Linked DNA regions of Oryzias latipes: region 2 is linked to region 1. A link is a contact called in public Hi-C data. All regions are on one chromosome and are shown on one strand. Each heading gives the region's core, a stretch centred on a gene start, on an enhancer-like site or on the middle of the called end of the contact. The rest is flanking DNA. Distances are from core to core; before and after follow the strand shown. Region 1 overlaps LOC101170662 (repulsive guidance molecule A). Region 2 has its middle 5.5 kb from the start of LOC101171982.

What was found. Hi-C and Micro-C count contacts between places; a contact is called where the count stands out from the background.
Region 2: a contact with region 1 is called in a Hi-C map of fibroblasts, with 2.2 times the contacts expected there. The contact joins two enhancer-like sites. A contact is called at or near these places in 2 of 5 Hi-C or Micro-C datasets (embryo and fibroblasts).

What each region holds. Positions count from the first base shown.
Region 1 is chr4:7,430,604-7,434,147 of ASM223467v1, forward strand. LOC101170662 (repulsive guidance molecule A) reads left to right here. Exons shown (of 6, transcript XM_011473839.3): 5 at 778-1,289; 6 at 2,203-3,544. The coding sequence ends at 2,889. Among protein-coding and RNA genes, the nearest start is that of LOC101170662, 12 kb to the left of the region's middle. Within about 2 kb of position 1,523, at least 3 of the 8 cell types and tissues checked have an H3K27ac peak or open chromatin away from gene starts, as enhancers often do.
Region 2 is chr4:7,678,206-7,681,749 of ASM223467v1, forward strand. No RefSeq gene overlaps it. Among protein-coding and RNA genes, the nearest start is that of LOC101171982, 5.5 kb to the right of the region's middle. Within about 2 kb of position 1,901, at least 3 of the 8 cell types and tissues checked have an H3K27ac peak or open chromatin away from gene starts, as enhancers often do.

The DNA.
Region 1 (3,544 bases), core at 273-2,772:
TTTGAACAATCAGATGGACCCCTTCACGTTGTTAACTAATCGGATGGCGCCCTATTTTGTTGTATGTTCGCCTCCTATGTCAACAAGGGTCATTTGTAGTATAATTTTTAAGCTGTTGTAATGGAATGGGAAGAATATTTTTGGTTGTTTTGCTAATTGTTTATATACCGCAAATTATATCGTTATCGCAATATTAATCACTGATATCGCACATCGCGAGTTTTCTTCATATCGTGCAGCCCTAGTCCACAGAGTAACCTTTATGGTCATACATGTCCGTACACGGGTCACCGCTGCGGTCTAACGTTTGTCTGGATTTCTGTCGGGCGCGTTGATGATGAAGGTTGTGCTCTGAAATGTTTCGGCTCCTCAAGCTCCTCTGCTGGGAAACGCATTGCGTCACAAACGACGAGTTATTCAGATCTCACTAACACAGGAACAGGAAGGTTGTGGTCATTGGACCAGCGGGGGATGGCGTTCAGTCAGAACACGCTGTCCACGTAAATGAGGATTTATCAAGCTCTAAATCCAGCAGTCGGACTGAACCGTTTTGCTCCTTTGAGCCGTAAAATCCCTTCTGTTGGCGGTTGAAGGACATGAGTTCTGGGTCTGGACCTTGGTGAGGAAGCGGGTCACCGGGCCGAGCTTCACATCAGAGGCTGAGATGTGGTTTTGTCTACAGATGGAACAGATCAGCGAAGGAAATCTGGTTTGGATTTTAAAGTTCGTCAAAGTGGTTTCAGTTCAGCTCTAATGATGATCTGCTTTCTTGTCCAGCTCACTGCCAGCAGTGTCGGATCCAGAGGTGTAACGCCAACTACGTGGCGTCCACGTCTCTGGCCAGCGGCCTCCAGGAGGACGCGTCTGTGGATGTGGACTACTGCATTGCCCTGCGGGCCTATGCTCTGTGCGTGAAGCGTCAGGCACGCAGCTGCCGGGGCGATCTGGTCTACCACTCAGCTGTCTTCCCCATTAAGGAGTTATTCTTTAAGCACAACTGCTCCAGCGACGGCCCCACCTCGTTCGCCAAATCCCCCAGCACGCCCCGGCCGGCTGCGTCTGAGCTCTGCAACTATGAGAACCGGGTCCTGATGTCCGGCTCGGCCGCTCAGCAGAAGAAGTACGCCCACTGTGGATTATTTGGAGATCCACACCTACGAACTTTCCGAGATGAGTTTCAGACCTGCAAGGTGGAGGGGGCGTGGCCACTGATCGATAACCGCTTCCTGTCGGTGCAGGTGACCAATGTCCCTGTTGTCCTCGGCTCAAGCGCCACAGCAACCAGCAAGGTAACAGACATTTCTGCTCCGTGCGTTTCACTTATACTTGAACTCAAATGCAGTCCGTGCCTCACTCACAAGGCCCCTCCCAGATGCAGAGCGTTTTTGATCGAGAGCTGTGGCGGCGCTGCCATCAAGCGTCAAACATGTGAAGTTAATTGTCACGCCGTGGAGCCTCTTAGGTCTCCAGCATTCCTGGTGTCTTGAAGCTCCTTCAGATCTCTGAGGGGAGCAGAGGGGGGGTCCTTTGAGGGTGTTGGATCACAGACATGCTTGAGTGCTCCACCTTTAACACATGGGTGCTCATATGGCTGTGATTAACGCTCAGTCAAACACTTTCCTCCACATCGGCAATCTGGAATGTTTTTCACGCCTCTGGTCAAATCATTACCTCTGAGCTTTCTGGGAAAATATGAGAATAATCTGGAAAAATAAAGGAATAACCGAGACTGGAATGTGTTGATCAAACTGGCGGGTCTTCCGTCAGAACCTTCAGTTCACATCCAGTCTGCTTTAGATGTAGAGAGAACGATCCACCAAAGAAAATGAGAGCTTGGAAAAATAAAACAAATTTGATCAACATCATCAAAGCAGATGAAAATGCTTTATACTCTGCTGCCCCCTAGTGGCTCTAAAGTGCACTGCTAAAGACTTTATTTGTTTTTTTTTTTAACCCGGAAATCAGGTGTGGCCTTTTTTTTAAGAAACATTTTAATTTAAATATATTTTTTTAAATTTGATCTGTAAATGTATGCATTTATTACTATTTTTTATTTTACTTTATTTCTTAAAAAAAAACCTAAAATGACCAAACAAACAATAAAAGGTCAAATACACTTTAACAGCCGAGAGGAACGTTGTTCTGCAGTTCTCCTTAGTTAACAACATCGAACATCAAAGCTGCCTTCACTTCCTGTTTCAGATCACAGTCATCTTCAAGTCGTACCTCGGCTGCTCGGATCAGAAGGTGTACCAGGCCACCACAGACGACCTGCCGCTGGCATTCCAGGACGGGACTCGAAGTGGCGGCGAGAGCGGCAGTCTGAGCGTCTCGGAGAGAGGCGGCTCCGGTGTGGGTCGGCAGGTGAGGATCCAGGCCCGTTACATCGGCACCTCCATCATCATCAGGCGGGTGGGCAGCTACCTGACCTTCGCCATCCGCATGCCCGAGGACACCCTGGACTTCTCTGAGGACGGCGGTGGCCTGCAGCTGTGCCTGCACGGCTGTCCTCGAAACGAGCTCATCAAAGAGCACACCGTGAGCCGCCAAAGCCAGCGCCCCCGTCTGCAGGGCGCCAACACTGAGCCGGGCCCTCTGCGGCCTCCCCACCAGGCCTACACGGTGGAGCGAGCCACTGCCAAGTGCAGAGAGACCCTGCAGGTGGAGGACGTGTATTTCCAGTCCTGCGTGTTCGACTTGCTGACCACAGGCGACCCCGAGTTCTCCATGGCGGCCTACGGCGCCCTGGAGGACTTGAAGGCGCTTCCACCCAGTAAACTGAAGCAGAACCCCCCCAGGACTCCTCCCAATCCCAGCAGAGGGGCGTCTGGGACGCTGGCAGCAGCGCCCGGCCTCCTGCTCTCTCTCCTCTGCATCCTGCTGCTGTAAAACACGGAACAAAGAGAACGGGGAAGATCTGCCAGCTAAGAGACGGAAGAAGAGATGTCGGATCTTTAAAGAAAAAGATCTGAACTTTTGAAGGATTTAATTTTTACGTGAAAATATTTCCAGTTTTTCAGGATTAAATGAGCGTTTTTCAATCAAAGATGGACAGGTGTACCATGGGAAATTATTCAGTTATAGCTAATTGGTCTAAAAACATTTTCTATTGTCAGGATTTCATCTCATTAGGACCAGGTAGAAATAAGCAGCACTAAATAAGCATTTAGTCTTTGGGTTTATTTGATTCTCATTCAGTTGATAAGGACGCCTGTGTGTTTCTATGCAGACAACAGTTTCATTTAAATTTCCATTTTGGGTTGATGCTGTGCCTTAGGACTTTTTTCAGAGTGGCTCCAAAAACGGTTGAAAAACAGAACTAAATGAGGAACCAGTCATATGAAAACCATTTCAGAGCCTCTGTTAATTACCTTTCAGCCTAGATGGTGTCAGGACTTTTCTCAGCGGGAAACCTGGAGCTGCGTTCTCTGATGCCGCTCAGGTCCAGGAGGAACACTCCGGCTCGGATGATAACGTTTGGGAACGCAGAGCAGAGCCACTCAGAGATCCCATGTGTGATCCAGAACAGCGTGGGATTTTATTT
Region 2 (3,544 bases), core at 651-3,150, 250 kb after region 1:
GTCAGCATGGTGTCCTAACCTGTGTGCAGGTGACCAGCCAATAAAAAAAAAACTGGAACTATAACCTTGTGGGATTTATTAAAGGCTAAGTGAAAGTCGCTGTGACTCTCCAGGTTTACAGCAAACTGCATTGCACCTGTCAGTCATGTTAAAACATGTTTAAATGACTTTTTTCTATGAAACTGCAGACTCTCCTCCTCCTCCTCATCCTCCTGCTTGGGGCCAGAGCCTCCCCGCATGAGCTGTGACATACATGCTGTATGGAAATGTGGAAACCGCTGACAAAACGGGAAAAGGATACAGGCGCTCACACAAAGGTTGTGCATGCTTCCAATAACTCCGCCCAACTCTGAGTCGGTTATTTATACACAGCAAATATGTTTGAATTATTCATACTGATTCATATTTGCATCAAAATGTCCCAGAAAGACACATTGCAGGACTGCCCTGCATCTACATGAAATTCTTGCAAAACCTGCATGAAGGTACTGGTATGGGTCACCATGACAGGGAACCGACAGGTCTTTACTGACATTATGTCATCCATGAAATGTTCACTAAATGCTGAACTGAAGAGAGAAAAAAGATTCAACTAAAAATGAGAACACTCCATAAAGAAAATTAGGCATTTCTTAAAAACACATACGGAGGAAGATGAGAGGATGGATCTGAGGATCCAGGGGGTTCAGATGGTGCTGCTGATGAAGCAGATTTTCAGCAGCACGTCGTCCCGGAGGATGCTGTGGAATTTACAGACATGGCTACGCGCCGATTGCTCAGCCAAGTATTTTCTCTCAAAGTTTGGCTTCAGTGCATGAAAAATGAAATCTACTCACTGCTGGTCTACAGATTCGCCTGGCTGCTGTCACCTGTTTGCACAGCTGACAAGTGAAACATAAAGACATAGAGTCGCTCTGTTTCACAGGAATGAGAAACTGCTTTGACCAGTGACAATCAAATCTTACGAACTTCATTTTGAATATATACCCCCCTGACATCCTCCTCTCCCCCAAAAAACACCCTTCTGTTCTTATTTTGTGTGAAGTCTGTAAGTAAATAAAAATTATCCAGCCTTACACGGTCAAAACTCCTATATCCTCCTTTTTTGAGACATTCTGCAGCAGAAATGTGAATCCTGGCCATTGGAGATGTCCAGCCATCCAACCATCTTGAGAAGCCGCTGAATCCCTATTGGGGTCACGGGGCTGCTGGAGCCGTCTCGCCTAAACGTGACTGCTGCATAACTGACAGCAGGAGGCAGCAGCTCACAGTGGGTGTTACTAACCAGTCTGCTTGTAGTAGAACTTCCTGGATTCCTCTTGGGAAATATTGCATGCAGCCTGAAAATAATCACAGCGCCCCCCTGCAGGTGAACAAAGCCCTGCTGCTTCCTGTTACATTAGTTTTTCTTTCAGCTCTTAAACACCTTTAAAGAGCTCATTATTCCAAAAACAACACATTAGCTGCCGCTGCACAGCAGAGATGTTTAGAAAGTGCTGCATGAAAAGACGATGTCTGCAGCAGGGAAGGATAATTACGTGCACTTTTCTTAATATTCCCTCACATCCTCAAAACAGACAAAGAACATCCTCTCTTTCTTATAATGTTGTTCAGATTGAATCCAGGAAAGATCTGCAGCCGAGAAGAACCTACTGGTCCGCTTCCTGTTTCTTTAAGCTGCTTTGGTTCTGAACTAAGGAGCACAATGGAGCTTTTAAACAAATGGAGCTTTTTACCAGCACTTTTTAAGTTACTGCATGTCCGTACTGGGGGGGATTACATGGAGGAGGGGTCTCCTGTCATTTGTCTAACAGAGCTTTTGAAACCTGAGGAGCACCTGTTGACACCATGCAGCGCAGTGATGGCTCACGTGACACCCGCATGCCCTGAGGGGTGTGAATGCAGAACCAGGCGGGATTTGGAATGCTCCTATGTCACGTGACCTGGTGAGAGAGAGTGAAGACAGAGGGATGATGGGAATTAAAAGTTACTCCCCATCAACAGCCCTGTCCACAAATCAGAGATGAATTTTTAATGAAGTCCTGCCGCTCTGCAGAAATTATGTCCTAGAAAACGACACAGGTTTGTAGATGTTGTCTAAAAACGGCAGAATCAACTTCTCTGACTCTCCAACAAACTGTAAGCACAGAAACTCTCTTCTTTCGTTGACAAGTTTTTTTCTCACTAAAGATGTCCACATACACAGGTAAAAGTTGCCAAATGGTGTCAGTCATTATTTAGAGTCACATGCTTGATTCTGTGCAGAAAACCAAAGGAAATGCACCTCTAGTCTAACCACTGACCAATCAAACAAACCTCCATCCTGATGAGTTTTTACAGAATCAGCAATCAATCTTTTTAAAGGATTTCGTTAATTCTATAATATCCTGCATTTCATTCAAACAAAGCTAAACGACATTCTTGGACCAACCGAACAAAAGGACAGACATGACTGGATTCTGTTCCATGAAGGCAGTCTAACATTTCCAGAGTAATGACACGCCACTTTAGACATGGATTTGTAGTAAGCTGTGACTGCAGGAGCAGAGCGGCGTGCCGTGTCATTAAACCCCATTGATTGGATAGTGATCATGTCTTTAAATACAGTATGTCTGGATATAATTAGTGAGGCTGTGGAGGAGTAGTCTTCCCCCAACACATGTTTTGTATTCACGTACCTCATGTTTTCCTTCACACATTTTCTTTGTGGCGTTCTGAGGTCGATACCGTTGGTTGACACACGTGACGGCCTCTGACAGCAGCTCCTGAAAGATGGCTGTCCTTCAGCTCGCTAAACGCTTTCTTGAAAAGAGCTTTCATGTGGATGTGTTGGTGCTCTGCTCCTTGCACATCACTGACCACCAAACCGCCTTCAAAAATAACTCAAAAAAGAGATTCGCCGTTGTGCGCCATAGTGCTGCACACGAAACATAAACCTGATCCAAGCCCCTCCTTTTTTTCTGTCAGACTGGTTCTGTTGAAGGGGGACACACTCGTTTTGTCTAAACTGTTCACTTAAAGTGTAAGGTTTGTGCCTTTGACTTTAAAAAAAAAGTGCACTTGTGGGTTCAGTCGTTATTAATCGTGCCTGCACGCTGTGAGTCAGAATAATGATTCCCTGGAGAACATCCCGGAGTCTGAGAACATGGAAGCAACATTTATATTCCAGACACATCAAATGCAGTTCGAGCGTATTTTGGGGTTCCTGAGCGGAACCGCTTTTGATGCCTGAGTGTGATGTTCAGGATCAGGGCCGAACAGCAGGGGGGCGGCAACTCTGAGGTCCTCGGCCGCACTGGCGGCTTTCATTTGAGAGGGTTTTACGGAAACCACTGCTGCTGCTGTCTCTTTCTGTCACATGAAGCATTGTTCTGATTGTTAGTCTGAAGTGTGTCAGATTCCACACAAAGTAAGGCCAAACTGCAGAGGCCAGGGGAACCTCACTCCTTCTGACATTTGTTGTCAGTTCAATCTACAGTGGGTGGTCTGAGGAGCTCGCCACCTCTGCCTTTCACTCGCTGATAATGAGAACAAAACAAAGCAG